Regions from separate parts of the Triticum aestivum genome. Here region 1 is linked to region 2. The links are chromatin contacts, called in public Hi-C maps. All regions are on one chromosome and are shown on one strand. Each heading gives the region's core, a stretch centred on a gene start, on an enhancer-like site or on the middle of the called end of the contact. The rest is flanking DNA. Distances are from core to core; before and after follow the strand shown. Region 1 holds the start of LOC543247 (fimbrin-4). Region 2 has its middle 14 kb from the start of LOC123128206.

The links. A called contact is a pair of places that touch in the nucleus more often than the background predicts.
Region 1: a Hi-C map of leaf shows a contact between it and region 2, with 4 times the contacts expected there. The contact joins the promoter of LOC543247 here to the enhancer-like site in region 2. A contact is called at or near these places in 4 of 5 Hi-C or Micro-C datasets (leaf and an unstated tissue) and 1 of 1 datasets of contacts at active chromatin or transcription factors (leaf).

Annotation. Positions count from the first base shown.
Region 1 is chr6A:515,086,931-515,091,897 of IWGSC CS RefSeq v2.1, forward strand. LOC543247 (fimbrin-4) reads left to right here and starts at 1,748. Exons shown (of 15, transcript XM_044548148.1): 1 at 1,748-1,945; 2 at 2,050-2,177; 3 at 2,299-2,469; 4 at 2,598-2,869; 5 at 2,978-3,149; 6 at 3,576-3,614; 7 at 3,717-3,785; 8 at 3,871-3,987; 9 at 4,301-4,512; 10 at 4,672-4,830; 11 at 4,913-4,967. The coding sequence starts at 2,091.
Region 2 is chr6A:514,611,804-514,616,557 of IWGSC CS RefSeq v2.1, forward strand. It overlaps the pseudogene LOC123128207. Among protein-coding and RNA genes, the nearest start is that of LOC123128206, 14 kb to the left of the region's middle. Within about 2 kb of position 1,743, at least 4 of the 8 cell types and tissues checked have an H3K27ac peak or open chromatin away from gene starts, as enhancers often do.

The sequences.
Region 1 (4,967 bases), core at 498-2,997, 480 kb after region 2:
AAGAAGAAGAAGAAGAAGAAGAAGAAGAAAGGATGACCCCGAATCTCTCCCAAGCTTATTGAAAGTGCTTATGCCAAAACCACAGCCTCTTGTTGTCCTCCACCATGCAAGTGGATCAGAGGAGGAAGGCGAGCTCCATACGCCGTCGTTGGCAACAGAGCAAAGCACATCGACGACATGTCACCAAACCACGACATAACACCATGAGCACTACCCTAATGTAACAAGGAACACATGCACACCTCTCAGCAGCCATCGGTGTTGGACGCAGCGTTTGATCAGGCCAGGAATCTCTGGCTGAGTTCAAAAAAGGGAGGCGGCGCAAGAGGAGGAAGGGTGAGGGAAAAGAAAGCGAGCCACTCCCAAGAATACACTGACCATAATATGTGCAAGTGGACAAATAAATGAATACATGTCTAAATAGAATCTTTACTTAAACTTCTTTCACTTTGATTGTAGATACATGGAAAAATATTTGTAACATCATTATACTCTCTCTTCCCGAGTTTATTACGCCCTCTCACATTTTGAGTCAAAGTTTGACAATACATCTGTGATATAAAATATGAGATATATGTCAAAAAATTATATAATTGGAAATTTCATTTCGAATCCTTATAAGTTTTATGACACGTCTCTTATATTTTGCAAATCAATTCTACGGTCAAAGTTTAACCCAAAATATAAGAGGGCCTAATAAACCCGGACGGAGGTAGTAAACCCGCAATGAATGATATTTTTATGATTTTTCTTTTCTTTTATAATTTTGTATCAGCATATAAACACAAAGCAGTAAACTTTTTTTTTCTGGTAATAATACTAATCCGCTAAAAACAACAATGAAAACCACACAACCCCTTGTGACAATTTTTTTAAGAAAAACTTTTGTTCTATCCATAATCAATCATGGCAGTATAAAGAGCGACAACTGTAACAAAAATTACAACCATATACATGCAAATCTTAAGCCGCCTTAATGCAAGGATTTGGCCGTCACACGTGTTAGATAAACATGTCTCCGAAGACTATTTCCAGCTCTGAGCATGCGGCAACCAAGCACATCACCAATCTCTCCCCATCAAGAAAAAAAAAAATAAAAAAATCCATCTTTTTTTTGTCAAAATTTTGCTTTATTGTTTATTGATCTCCATTTTGCTTGCTTGCTTTTACCCTTTCCATCCAGTGCCTTAACCCCGAGGAAAACCCAAAATATAAGAGGGCCTAATAAACCCGGACGGAGGTAGTAAACCCGCAATGAATGATATTTTTATGATTTTTCTTTTCTTTTATAATTTTGTATCAGCATATAAACACAAAGCAGTAAACTTTTTTTTTCTGGTAATAATACTAATCCGCTAAAAACAACAATGAAAACCACACAACCCCTTGTGACAATTTTTTTAAGAAAAACTTTTGTTCTATCCATAATCAATCATGGCAGTATAAAGAGCGACAACTGTAACAAAAATTACAACCATATACATGCAAATCTTAAGCCGCCTTAATGCAAGGATTTGGCCGTCACACGTGTTAGATAAACATGTCTCCGAAGACTATTTCCAGCTCTGAGCATGCGGCAACCAAGCACATCACCAATCTCTCCCCATCAAGAAAAAATAAAATAAAAAAATCCATCTTTTTTTTGTCAAAATTTTGCTTTATTGTTTATTGATCTCCATTTTGCTTGCTTGCTTTTACCCTTTCCATCCAGTGCCTTAACCCCGAGGAAAACCTAAAGCGAAGACACACAATAAACTAACGAAACGAGCAGACCCCACCCTTACCTCCTCTCCTCGTCTCCGCCACTTCCCCCCTCCCGCCCCCACCAAATCTGGGAGTTCCCGGACGCCATTGCCCACCTTTCCCCCCAGCACAAGGAAAGCACGCCAGCGAGAGAAGGAGCAGCAGAGGCTGCACGGCGGAATTACCGTGAGCAACTCGGAAGGTATCTCGATCTTCGTCCCCGCCGCCCCTCCCCGCCCGCGCGCGGACGATCTGTTCCTTCTTTTCCCGGGGTTCTTTCCTCCCTGATCTGAAATCTCCCCGCAGCCGCGCCGGAGCCGGGTCGAATCGGGCCGTGGCGAGGGGAAATGTCCGGCTTCGTCGGGGTCGTCGTCTCCGACCCCTCCCTGCAGGGCCAGTTCACGCAGGTCGAGCTCCGATCGCTCAAGGCCAAGGTGACACCCCGAATCCACGGCTTCGTCTTCTCTCCTCTGCTCCAAAAACCAGAATTATTACTATAGTTCCCTCTGTCGCCTCTGCTCCAACTCGAGGTTTCTGTTTCGTTGTGGTTTGCAGTTCGTGTCTCTGAAGAGGGACTCCGGCCATGTCACCACCAAGAACCTCCCGGGGTTGATGAAGAAGCTGAGGGGACTTCACGAAGTGGTCCCCGAGGAGGAGATCGCCGCCTTCTTGTCGGAGTCGTACCCCGACAGCGACCAGGAGATTGAGTTCGAGTCCTTCCTCCGGGTACATCTTGGCGATCCTCTGAGTTCCTGACTAGTAGTATTACTAGTATTACTGTGGAGGGGAAGAGTGTGTTATCATTGTCTTACTGATTCGGTTCGGATGGGGAATCTGGTGTGGTGCTTTTGCAGGAGTACCTGAATCTGCAAGCAAGGGTGAGCGCCAAGGAAGGAAGCGCCGCTGTCAGCGGCGGTGGCGGGGCTGGCGGCCGCAAGAATTCGTCGTCGTTCCTCAAATCCACCATCACTACGCTGCTGCACAATCTCAACCAGGCGGAGAAGTCTTCTTATGTGGCACATATTAACACTTACCTTGGTGAAGATCCATTCTTGAAGAAGTACTTGCCAATCGACCCATCCGGCAACCAGCTATTCGATCTTATTAGGGATGGCGTCCTGCTCTGGTGAGAAGGCTTTCTAGCTAGCTACATGGCGCATGCCAATTTACTCTTTCAACAGAAACTGTCTGCTAGTTGTAGCTGATGTTAATTCCTTGCTGGATCTTTTGTCAGTAAGTTGATCAATGTAGCTGTACCTGGGACCATTGATGAGAGAGCAATAAATAAGAAAAGAGTTCTTAACCCATGGGAGAGGAATGAAAACCACACACTGTGCCTCAACTCTGCAAAGGCCATTGGATGTACTGTTGTTAACATTGGCACCCAGGATTTAGTGGAAGGAAGGGTATGCCTTGTGTTCCCTACTTGTTATCCTTTCTTGTAGCTCATGATGCAATGTCACTGATATGAAAATGTTGCCGCGCTCTAAATTATCCTTCTTCTTTTGCAATGAGATAAATCATTTGTCTCCCTTTAATTCTTTCATGTCCTGTATAGCGATATATAGTTTTTCTTTGATGAATTTGTTGGTAAATTTAGGTGTAAATACTGTTATCATTATTAACTGCTGCCTGTCCTTTGTTCTTTTTCACTTTAATCACTTACTAGTAGGTAGTACATCTCATATTTCTTTGTTGATTTTCATGTGTTAGGTGTTTTTAGCCACCTTACCCTAATGGGAAAATGCTCCCAATTCCATATTCAGTTCTATAAATTCCCTTAAAAAAATCAAGTGGTGACTTACACATATTTCTATTGTTTTCTTTGGCAGCCTCATTTAGTTCTTGGATTAATATCTCAAATCATAAAGGTAAGTACTGAAATGAGATTCACATTTTTTATGCAATTCAATGGACACACTATGGTTGAACTCCTCCTTCATCACCTAAAGAGTTGCTTCACTTATTATCAGATTCAACTTTTGGCTGATCTTAATCTTAAGAAGACACCCCAGCTTGTGGAATTGTTTGATGACAGTAAGGTAAGTAGAAGTGTTTTACCTTTGTTTCAGCTCCCAGTGTACATCTTTGCTCAAAACAAAATCCATTTTATTGCATGTTGTACAGGATATAGATGAGGTGTTGAGCTTGTCACCAGAAAAGATGCTGCTTCGATGGATGAACCATCATCTGAAAAAGGCTGGCTACAAGAAAACTGTTAACAATTTCTCTTCGGATGTGAAGGTGCATATGACAGTACATGTCACAGCACTTACTAATCACTTAATTATATGCAATTTTGATACACCTGCAATGATACAAAAATCTGCCTGTTACACATTTGGTTGATCTTATTGTTAAATTTGAGTCTTGTGGGCAACACAACAGCTAGCTTTTCAGCATTGTCTATCAAACACTTTATGTTATTTTCTTCATTTTATGTAATACAGTGTACGTTATGTCGCTCTGTACTTGATCCATCATTATGTTGTTCTTTGCCATGCTTCTGTTCTTGCTCTGTTCAACTTCCGATGGTCACATAAGTTAATTTTTACAGGATGGTGAAGCCTATGCTTATCTTCTAAAAGCTCTTGCTCCAGAGACTTCCCCTGAAACCACACTGGAGACTAAGAATCCTGATGAAAGGGCAAAAATGGTACTTGAACAAGCAGAGAAGTTGGACTGCAAAAGATACCTTACACCAAAGGATATTACTGAGGGTTCTGCCAACTTGAATCTTGCATTTGTTGCACAAATATTCCAGCATCGGTAAGTGCCGACTTTCCTGCTCTTGAAAATGATCTAGAAATTTAAGATATGATCAAAATCATACGAGCTATTTTAAATTGGAAGTTCCTTGGGTCGATTTTAACAATTTTTCCGTGCTGACCATTGATCACTTCAATGATATCATTCCATGATGTGCAGGAATGGTCTAACTAGTGACATTAAACAAGTTACACTCACACAGTCAGCATCACGTGATGATGTTCTAGTATCCAGAGAAGAAAGGGCCTTCCGAATGTGGATCAACAGCCTTGGGGTCGAGTCATACCTGAATAATGTTTTTGAAGATGTTCGCAATGGGTAACAAGACTATTTTCATGATGTCTTGTGTTATTGTGTTATATCAATTGCTGAGTTGATAATTTAGTTTATGATCTTGCAGATGGGTACTTCTTGAAGTACTTGACAAAGTTTCTCCTGGATCTGTCAATTGGAAG
Region 2 (4,754 bases), core at 493-2,992:
TTCTTGCTGCCCTGAAAGTGATGCATCCCGGGAATAATGCATGATTTGTCGTGGTGATAGCCAAGTCTTTGTGACTTTTGGTCCGATTATGCCCAACACGTCTTTGCAGGGCATAATTGATGGGAGGCAGCCTTGTTTGTCTGACATAACAGCATAAACCGTTAAGCACGTTGTTCATGTTTTTAGGAAGGCATTTCTAACATCAGAATTTAGAATTCAAAACGATCCGTTATTTGATGGGAGATTTCGATGTGAGATTTGAATGCACGGTGATTGATTGATTGACTGGTGCAGAGACGCTGGAGCCGGACGTGAAGATCATGAGCCTGTCCATCCAGTCCCCGGGGCGGCCGGACATCTTCCTGCCGCTGCCGGTGGAGCCCACCAGCGGCAAGGGGGTGTGGTTCACCCTCAAGGAGGGCTCCCCGTACAAGCTCAAGTTCACCTTCTCCGTCAGCAACAACATCGTCTCCGGCCTCCGCTACACCAACACCGTCTGGAAGACCGGCATCAAAGGTACTAGTAGTAAAAACGAATGAAACCGATTCACCAATTCTCTGCTTGCAGTTAACGAATCGTGATGGTTTTGCTGGTGCAGTTGACAGCACAAAGGAGATGCTGGGCACGTTCAGCCCGCAGCCGGAGCCGTACGCGTACGTGACGCCGGAGGAGACCACGCCGTCCGGGATGTTTGCCCGGGGATCCTACTCTGCCAAGACCAAGGTCGGTAATCAAACGATGATCGAGTTTAATTGTTCAGAGATGCACTGCAGGATTCAGAGGTCTGACGGTTCGACGTTTCTCTCTATCTTTGGCAGTTCCTGGACGACGACCGGAAGTGCTACCTGCAGATCAACTACACCTTCGACATACGCCGGGAGTGGCCGTCGTCAAGCTGAGCCTTCGTCCAGTCCGGTCCGCCGCCGTGTACAAGTGAGACGTGCCTGCCTGCCTGCCTTGGTTACTACTGCTGCCGTTGAAGCAGACTGGTCTTTGTTTCGTTTGCGTTTTACTACTACCTGTTTTTTCGTGGTTGCCCTTAGGGCTATTGTCTCCTGTGCGTCTGTGTAAATTTGGTTCGGTTGATTGTACGTCGTAGAGGCCATTCGTCTGTCCGCGTGTGTGTTTGAGCTTTGCCAGGGTCTGTTTTGAAGAACGAACTGTCATGTTGAGTTCATGTATAATGCACCAGAGCAACGCGGCTGCGCGCACTTCGTGTAATGCTCAAGAAAGAAAGAATATCTGCCACTCACATTCTGAAGGTTGGGATTCATCTTCTGACCTGCGACTTTTGTTTGTCATGTGTAAGTTGCCGATTGCCTAACTTCCACATGGACATGGTGGTGCGCAGCGCACACCGGAGACCGGCCGGATTGTGTGCCTGACGGAAGGGATTTCGGGCCGGCCGCCGGAAAGCCGAGAGCGACGAGGCAATGCCCGGGTCGTCGCCTGTGGGTGGCTGTAGCGCGACGATTCTCCGCAACTTGGTAAAATGGGTGCCCGGCTGTTCCTTGTTACTACTTCCATCGGCCACTACCACAGGAAACTCGAGATCGGCGTGGAGGTGCTCGCCCTCGCCATGCGATTCCCGGTGTGGGAAATCGGACGAACTTTGTGGCATGTTCGTTTTGGCACCTCTCCCTCCTCTGCTCGGCTAGTATAATGGTCTATAGCTGGCCAAACGGGCCGGGCCAATCAGGCCAGCGCACGATCACGCCGGCACGGCCTGCTCGTCGTGCCTGGCACGCAGCACAACTTGGGTCATGCCTGGGCCTAGAGACTGGGCCTGACACGCGGGCCGGCACGGCATGGCCCGTTTAGTATTTTTATTTTTTTCAGAAATTTACATATACATAATATGACCTAAATTACAGCACAATAAGCTTAAAATACAGTCCAATAGGCTGAAACATATGTGGCCTAGTGTGCTAAACGTGCCACGGGTCGGCCTGTTTAATAACCAGACCGTGCCTAGGCCGAGGAGTGGCACACGTGGGCCGGCCCGGCCCGGCTACTAAACGTGCCAGCTCTGTAATGGTGCTCTTGGTTATAGCGATCACACTGGCGCACATTGGACTGTTTTGCTAAAGCACGTCCTTCGCCTCCAGCTGAATCTCTGGATCGATAGCTCCATGAGGCGAGCACCCCTATTCCCCGCCTACAGCGAGTGTAACTCGTGACTCGCTTAAGGGGGCGAGCAATATACCCACGCGCAAGTGAGGCTGAAGCCTGTTTTTCTGTGTTTTTACAATTTCTGTTTCTGTTTTTGTTTTATTTTGTATTTTGTTTATACATTAAAATACTTTAAATATATATGTACAAAACTGCACTTTAAAAACACATAAAAAATATTTAAAAAATGTTGAATAAATATTAGAAATCTTAAAAAAGATTTTGAAAATGTTGAATAATTATTAAATAATTTTCAACGAGTACATGAAAAATGATGAACAAGTATTTGAAAATGTTGACTATTGATAATGTTGAAACATTATTTAAAAATGTTGAATACGTACTAAAAATGTTAAACAAGTATTTGAAAAATATTGAATAATTATTAAATAATTTTGAGCCAGTATTTGAAAATGTTGAACAATTATATGAAAAGTGTTCAATAAGTATTAAAAAATGTTGAAATAGTATTTGAAAAATCTTGAATAAGTATTAAAAATGTTAAACAAATATTTGAAAAATATTGAATAATTATTAAACAATTTTGAGAGAGTATATGAAAAATTGTGAACAAATATTTGAAAATGTTGAATAAGTATTTAAAATGTTGTACCATTATTTGAAAAATACTGAACATGTATTTGAAAAATATTGAACAAGTATTTGAAAAATGTTGGACAAGTATTTGATTTTTTTGAACATGAATTTTGAAAAAATATTGAATAAGTGTTCGGACAGTGTTGAACGTGTATACACAGAATGTTTATCACTTATTAGAAAATGTTTTGGACATATACAAAAAAGTAGAGGGAAAACGAAAACAAACATAAGAAAAAACAAAGAAATAGAGACAAAAAAACCCCAAAATAATGGAGAAGGAAAAAGAGAACCAAACAAAAATGAAGAAGAAAAAAGAAAAGCAAACCAAAAAACGAGGAAAGCCATGTCAAAAAAGAAAAACAAAAACCAAAAAAAAACCCGTGATGAAAACAGAAAAACGGTGGAAAACCGTATCGTCGCCCTAAAAAAGGTCACGCCTTCTGTTTTAACAGAAAGCTAATTGTACCTCAATATCTTCCTACATTGGCTACCTGCCAGGAGAATAGGGTTCAAATCCTCGAAACTCCCTTTTTGCTTCTTTTTTGGAATTTTCTTATTATCCTTTCATTTATTTACAAAATATTTTTCAAACTAAAAATACAATAGTCAATATTCCTTAGAAAATAGTTCATTTTACTACCCTGAAAAAAGTTGGTGGTTCACATAACCCCCTGATCTTTATTTCTGTTCCTTTCACCTCCTAAACAATCCTATACCGGGCAAAATCAATCCCTGGATGGTTTTGACTCATCTTGGCGCTGACGTGGCAACAGTCAAATGGTGGTTTTGACCTGTGGGTGGGCCTCCGTTAGGTGGACCACGTTTTGTCGTCGCCTACCTCACCGAGCATCGCCCCCTCGCACTCGAACCCTGCCCTGCCTCCGACCGACGCCGGTGACTACCGGAGTTCCAAGGCGCCACCCCGAGCGCCCCGCTTCTCCTTCCTCCCTTCTCTTTCCTCTCCCTCTCTCTTCCCTCGTATCTCTCTCTCAGGTACAGGTCACTCCGCCGCCACAAGCTCGTCGCCGTACCATCTTCACACCGTCGCCGGAGTCCGGATCCGGCCGGAACCAGATCAGATGGGGGCGCCACCCTCGGATCTGGTCGTCCCTCGCCTCCCCGCGCCGCCTGCATCGCTGTAGCACCGCCGGCTCCACGTCCATGGCCAGCCCTTGCTACCGCATCCACACCCCTGACCAACCGCCTCTGGTCAATGAGAGGCCATGACCTCCGCAACCGCCTTGACCGTTGCATCGGCCTCCTCTACGCACGGCTGCGCCTGAGCACGACCGCGCCGATGCGTCGCCGCTGAAGCCCTCCACGCCGGCGACCTCGGAGCAGGACCGCGCCAATGTGGCATCATTAGTTTAGGTCCCCTTCTGTTAATCCGAGACATTGACATGTGGGTCCCCTTCATCACTAGGTTTAGTCTGAGACATTGACATGTGGGCCCCCTTCTGTTAATGATGCAATTAGGGCTAAATTAGTCCCTTGTTAATCTCCGTGCAGCCGAGATGTTGGACCCATGTGTCATATTTGACCAGGCCCAACAGTCAGTGAGAGTGTCTAGCTGAGAGGGACCCACCCGCAGGCCAAATACCGCCTTTGACTGTGTCCACGTCAGCATCCGGTATGTGCAAAACCAGCCAGGGACGGTTTTTGCCTGGTTTGGGATTGTTTAGGGAGGTAAGGGAACCGAAAAAAGATCAGGGGGTTATGTGAACCACCAACTTTTTTCAGGGTAGTAAAATAGACTTTTTTCTATTCCTTATAATAGATATACTTAATTATATCATAAGAATCTTAAGATATTTTTTGACTAGATAGAAATAGTAAATTTCAATCGAGACACCTATTCCATGACAGATTTAAACTTAGCTTCTATTTTCATGTCTTTAGTAGGCTTAGTACTTCTGGCAATCGCAATGACTTCTTTATCTCTTTATGTGCAAAACGATAAGATTGTCTACTCTTTTTTAGTG